2 separate regions of the Anser cygnoides genome follow, and region 2 is linked to region 1. A link is a contact called in public Hi-C data. All regions are on one chromosome and are shown on one strand. Each heading gives the region's core, a stretch centred on a gene start, on an enhancer-like site or on the middle of the called end of the contact. The rest is flanking DNA. Distances are from core to core; before and after follow the strand shown. Region 1 holds the start of RPL7 (ribosomal protein L7). Region 2 holds the start of TMEM70 (transmembrane protein 70).

What was found. Hi-C and Micro-C count contacts between places; a contact is called where the count stands out from the background.
Region 2: a contact with region 1 is called in a Hi-C map of liver, with 2.1 times the contacts expected there. The contact joins the promoter of TMEM70 here to the promoter of RPL7 in region 1. A contact is called at or near these places in 3 of 7 Hi-C or Micro-C datasets (granulosa cells and liver).

What each region holds. Positions count from the first base shown.
Region 1 is chr2:129,917,516-129,920,418 of Taihu_goose_T2T_genome, reverse strand. RPL7 (ribosomal protein L7) reads left to right here and starts at 1,428. Exons shown (of 7, transcript XM_048077041.2): 1 at 1,428-1,579; 2 at 2,194-2,296; 3 at 2,883-2,903. The coding sequence starts at 1,566. RDH10 (retinol dehydrogenase 10) reads right to left here and starts at 101. Exons shown (of 6, transcript XM_048077024.2): 1 at 1-101.
Region 2 is chr2:130,222,827-130,225,822 of Taihu_goose_T2T_genome, reverse strand. TMEM70 (transmembrane protein 70) reads right to left here and starts at 1,542. Exons shown (of 3, transcript XM_048077055.2): 1 at 1,271-1,542; 2 at 644-755. The coding sequence starts at 1,399. It overlaps ELOC (elongin C), which reads left to right and starts at 1,587. Exons shown (of 4, transcript XM_048077028.2): 1 at 1,587-1,724.

The DNA.
Region 1 (2,903 bases), core at 179-2,678:
CCCGCACGCAGCCCAGCCCCGCCGCCCCAGCCCCGCACGCCAGCCCGGGGAACGAGCCCCAGCACGGCTCCGGCCGCCCGCCCTGACCGCCCGCGGCCCCGCTGCTGGCAGTGAGCATCTTGCTCGCTCGGCGCCCTATATAGGGCGGGCCGGGCGGGCGGGCGGGCTCCTCCTCCCCGGCTCCCCGGCCCTCCCCCGGGCCGCTCCGCCTTCCCGGGACCCCCACACCCCCGCCGAGCCGAGCCGAGCCGAGCCGAGCCCCGCCGCTCGGGGGCCGGCGGCTGCGAGGCGGAGCGGAGCCCGTGTCCCCTGCGGACTACATGTCCCGGCGTGCCCTGCGCCGCCCGCCGCAGCGCCATCTTGAGGCGGCTCCCACCGCCAGGGGCGAAGTGTGGGGGGTGCGTTCGTGTCGCCTCTGGGCGTCGGCAGAAGTTCGGGCTGCGGAGTTCTGGGGAGCTGACGGGGAAATGGGAAGGCTGGAGGTGTGATGGCGTGAATTTGGTTTCTAAAGAGATCCTGGGTGCCCGTGTTTTGATCAGTTTTTCTTCCCGCTGGAGAAAGTGAAATCTCTTCAGAAAGAAAAAAAAAAGTGCAAAATCTTTTCAGTACTTAAAGGAGACTTACAAAAATGACAAAGGGCAACTCTGCTCAGATTACCACAGGACAAGGGGGAATGGCTGTAAACTAAAAGAGGGGAGATTTAGATTATGTGTTAGGAGGACGTTTTTCACTCAGAGGGTGGTGAGGCACTGGCACAGGCTGCCCAGAGAAGCTGTGGATGCCCCATCCCTGGAGGTGCTCAAGGCCAGGCTGGATGGGGCTTTGGGCAACCTGGTCTGGTGGGAGGTGTCCCTGCCCACGGCAGGTGGGCTGGAACTGGGTGGTCTTTAACGTCCCTTCTAACCCAAGCCATTCTATGAAACTATAATTCCTTCTACTCGAGATATTTTAAGTCTTTTGTTACGTATTTGTGAGCTGATAGGTTTTAATTGCCCCATTCATTGCAGTTTTAATGAGATCAAGTGACATAAGCTGCTGTATTAGAATAAAACAATGCTATTTTACAAAAAAAGACAAACAAAAACAAACAAAAACACCATTGATGCAGCTGCTACCTAGCATAGCACCTCTGTGTGCAGGCAGCAAATAACCCCAACAAATGCCGAACGCCCTCAGCCCGGCTGCCTACTCTTTTTCCACACCGCATAATCCTTTGCTACTCCAAGTTCTGCCACTTTCTCTCCTTCTCCTGCATACATAATGTCAGGACTAGTTTCTCCAAGGACGATTTTAACAACGTACGTAGGCATTCGCAGTATCAAGGCCCAGGCAATACAGGAAGAAGCACTAAGCAACTTTCTAAATTAAAAAAAAAAAAAAAAAGCGACGTGCCCCGCCGGGCCACTCAGGCACTCCACAGCCACCCCGCCCTCCGCGCCGCGATCAGGCAGCGCCGCGGCCACCCCAAAGCCGGGGTCCTTCCAGCGCCTAAAGCCCTGCCGCGCAGGCGGGCGGCTTAAGGCGGCCCTGCGCATGCGCCCGCCCTCTCTCTTCCGGCGCTGAAGATGGCGGACAAGGAGTGAGTACCCGCGGCGCCTCGCTGCCATCCGCCGCCATCCGCGGCCGCGGCGCCCTTCGGGCTGATGGGGGGACGCTGCCCGGCCGCGGGGCCTCTGTCGGCCCCCCGCGGGAGGAGCGGGAGGATGGGGAGTGGCGGGGATGCGGCCGCAGCCAGCCCCTTCCCTTCTGTAGGCGGCGGTGGCGGTCCCGGCGGCCCGTGGTGAGGTGGGGAGGGAGGGTGTCGTTATTGCGTTATAAACGCCGGTCTTGTGGCTTTCTAAGCGTTTAATAGGTTTAAATTCCAGTAAGTTACAAAGCCACGAGATATAACTCTTAATTACAGTCGTACTTTTTGCTTTTTTCCTCTTAAAGCACTTGTTGAAATGTTAATCAGCCGTAATCGGCGTTTGGAGAGCACGTGGAAATGTCAGGCTTCTTTGTTTTAATGCAAAAAGTGGTCCTTTTAGGCTGTATTGCAGCTTGATAATAACTGGACCAAGTTAAATGCAAACTGCTTAGAGGTAGTGGGGCCGGCATGTCCCTCCTGCCCCTTTGCATCGGTGTTTGTAACGTGCTGCTTCTTGCTGGTTTGGAGGAACTTGGTTTTTAAAAGTGTTTTTCCTTGTTGTTTAGAGCAAAGAAGCTGCCTTCTGTACCGGAAAGCCTCCTGAAGAGGCGGCAGGCTTATGCAGCTGCAAAAGCCAAACGTCTGAAGAGGCTGTTAGCTCAAAAAAAGGTGAATATGTCATGATTGCTTGCTTGAGTTGCTCTCGTCAGGTCAGCAGAATGCTACGCTGATTATATTAAAAGAATGAATAACTTCATAGTGTTTAGCTTTAGTACTATAATATATAGGTCTGCAATACCAAAAAAAAGTCAAGATAGTGTATAATAAACCAGATCTGGGCAAAGCAAAGGTAAATAAAGTGTGAGATTCTCCATAAGACTAAGGTTAGTCAACAGTTGGAACCATAGGATGTGCAGAGTTGGAAGGGACCCACAGGATCATTGAGTTCAACCACTGGCTCTGCACAGGACCACCCAAAAATCAAACTCTGTTTCAGAGCATTGTCCAAATGCTCCTTGAACTTAAAAGGATTTTTGTAAAGATAAGTATGATGTGTGATAATATTTGTAAGTATTGTTCGAAGTAAAGCACTAGCACTATTAAGATATGACAGAACTGATGGTCATTTTAAAATCCATGTTGCTGTAATATGTGGTAACTGTGGGGAGTTTGAGAACAGGCTGTGTTATCTGAATCTGTTTTTCATGTATTAAAAGGCATTATATAATCTTAATTAATGCTTGATTAATTGCAGTTTCGTAAGGCACAAAGAAAA
Region 2 (2,996 bases), core at 293-2,792, 310 kb before region 1:
CTTTGCGTACAACTTGGAAGACAGTAACCACCGCTGTGGAGCACCCCCAGTCCTTGAGCCACCGTAAGAACCAGTAGTCTAAGAATGCTGTGGAAATTAAGTACGTCATTTTTCCTTCATTTCAAAAACACCTAACAGAATACACTCAATGGACTACTTTTCACTAGGTCTTTGGAACATTAGCTGGTCAAAGAAGATTAACAGAAGTCTTACTACAGACAGCACTTTACATCATAGTATGTGCCTACTTCAGAGACATTTCAGTAACGTTCAAAAGCATACAGAACATGAATATCAGTTACAGCTAGTCTCTGTTGTCTCCTGGGTTGAGAAATGCACTCCACAGGCTGCAAGAGAAAAAGAAGCAGGCTGAGGGATTACAGAGTTGCACTGTACTATCAAAACTCCCCGCAGACCTAAAATTAACTGAAATATAGAAAAATTGTTAACATTAATTGTTACATGGTGGAGAAGCATAAAATCAAGCATGACAACAAGATTTTTTTTTTCTGTACAGAGGATTTGGGTTTTAGCAGAGATAGAAAGAACATTCAGTTTTATAATGTTGCATTTAAAAGTTTTTAAACAAACAAACAAAAACAAAACACAAAAAAAGAAGAGCAAATCTCTTCAAGTCACATACCAAACACCGCCTTTGCCAAGTTTCCTTTATAAACTAATCTTCCGTGTTCTGGGTGGTCAGGAGGGGCGGATGTGCTGAGGCTGCGAACAGCCAGTGCTTGGAAAGACGTAACCTGGAGGACGAGAGCAAGCAACAAACATCAGTACCAATCTGCACTTCACAAAGGCTTCTCCTTGTCCTGAAGCTACTCCCAGCATCCTGAATTAGGAATTAAGGTTAGGGTACATACTATGAGGCATACAGAAATTTCAAATAATATATTGATTCGTTATTTTTATGATGTTCCAACTAGTTATTTCAAAGCAGCATTAAATATCGACACAGTGATGTACAAACGTTAAACTCGCACCCCTTTTATACACGGCTTGCAAGAAGGCCTCCCAAACCCGCAACTCTTAAAATCCCGGTGCAAGCCCACGACTCCACAGCACACATTTAGCACCAAGCGAGACTGCAGAGGGAACCCCAGCCGCCCCAGCCTCGCTGCCCGGCGATCCCCAGCAGCTCCCCGGTTTACCCCACGTGTCTGCGCCAAAACCTCCCTTCCTGTATTTTCCCCGTTCTTTTCAGAAAGGAGAACGCTGCGAGGCCGAGGCCCGCCACCCCCGGCAGATCTCCCCCCCATACCTGCCGCCCCCCCGCGCTGTCCCGGCGGCGGCAGGCGGCGGGCGGCCCTCGGTGCGCGGCGGCCCCCCGCAGCCAGGCGGGGCCGGAGGCGGCCCGGCGGCAGCAGGCGGCAGCTCGGAGCAGCAGCATGTCGGCGGGCCGCCTCCCCGGCGGCGCAGCCCCGCGCTCAGGCTCCCCCGGCAGGCAGGCGCCGCCCGGTACCCACGGAGAGCTCCCCGTGTGCCGCGCAACGCCGCCCCGCTCCTAACATGGCGGCCGCCCCCCCCACCCAGGGGAAACTACATCCCCCAGCGTGCCTTGCGCGCCGCCGCGCGGCATGGCGGGAGCCGGGCGGCCTCGTTCCCTTCCAAGGGCAGGGCGCGGGGGAGCGGAAGTTGCGCCGTGCCCTGGCGGAAGCGCTCGGCCCGAGGCGGCGGGGGCCCTGCGAGCGGGGCGGAGGGAGCGGCGCCGACGGGTGAGGGGGCGGCGGGGCCGGGCCGGGCCGGGGGGAGCCCGGGGGAGCCCTCGGGGCCCTCCCGGAGCTCGGGGACAGGGCCTCGGCCTCCGGCAGGTCCCTCCCGGTGCTGGGGTGGGGGGAGGCGGAGGCTGGAGGCGGGTGGGAGCCTCCCGGAGGTGTCGACGCCGCCGCCGCCGGGAGGGGGGCCCGGTTGTAGGTGGCCGCTGCCCGGCTTCCCTCAGCGCCCGGGGGTAGGAGGGGAGTCGTGCTGCTGAGGAGAGCCTGCCCCTCCGGGAGGGCTTGTCACGCCGGTGAGATATCGCTGGCTGTAGGCACACGCGTGGGGAGGGGCGGCGTGACACCAGCAGGCACCTCCGACGGCCGGCGCTGTCCTATAACGCGCAGCGCTATCCGGAGGGGCTTCAGTAAAGGCGTTCGGTGTCGTAGATCGCGGTATGAGCAAGCCCTGCGCAATAGGGACGCCTAAATAGTCGTGGGCTTCCCTTCTGTTTACTCGGCTTTGCGGCGGGTCGCTCGCAAAAGTTCAGTTTGGAAGGAGGCCAGGAAAATGCAAGTAGCAGACAGCTGAGGTGCCTTCAGAGCAAGAGCAACTTTGTGCCCGCGTTCGTGAATATTCTTTTCTGTACGCAAGTTTCCTCTTTTTGCCGTACTACAGACAAAAACACTGCTGGGAACGAAACACTGTTCATTAAATCAAGAGTTACTTCGGGGAGAATAAGTGCTAATTTTTCCGTAATACGTCTGGAGATCAGCTATCCAGTGTTTTGAAGCAGTGTAAATCATTTTTTCCCTAAGATTTCCCATCAACACTGGGAAGCTTAGGATAGATAACCTTTAGAAACTGTAAGCACTTTTGGCAGTTTTTTCTTGTTGTATCAGAGAAAAGTCATTTGAGATTTTATTTTTTTCATACTAGAATGGGTGACGAACACGTTTAGCTGCTTTCTTCTAGTCTGAATTTAAAGACTTAATATTGGTACAGTGAAGAGATCCAGATGATTCTCTAATTCTCTTCTGTCTCCCACATTTGTGTTTATTCTTCTGATATATTTGTCTTCATGCTTATGCCCCTTATGGTTTGTGTGGGGACAAATTCATATCTTTGGAAAACTTACTTAGCTTCAGATGATGCGTTTTTGTAATCCTAAAATAAAGGAATTTGGATGTAGGACAAGCTTTCTTTTATCTGGAAGGTTTCAGTATTTAGTCATCTTTGTTGTAGGGTAGTTTGCATAACAGTAGGTTTTGATGAATGCTTATAATGAGAGG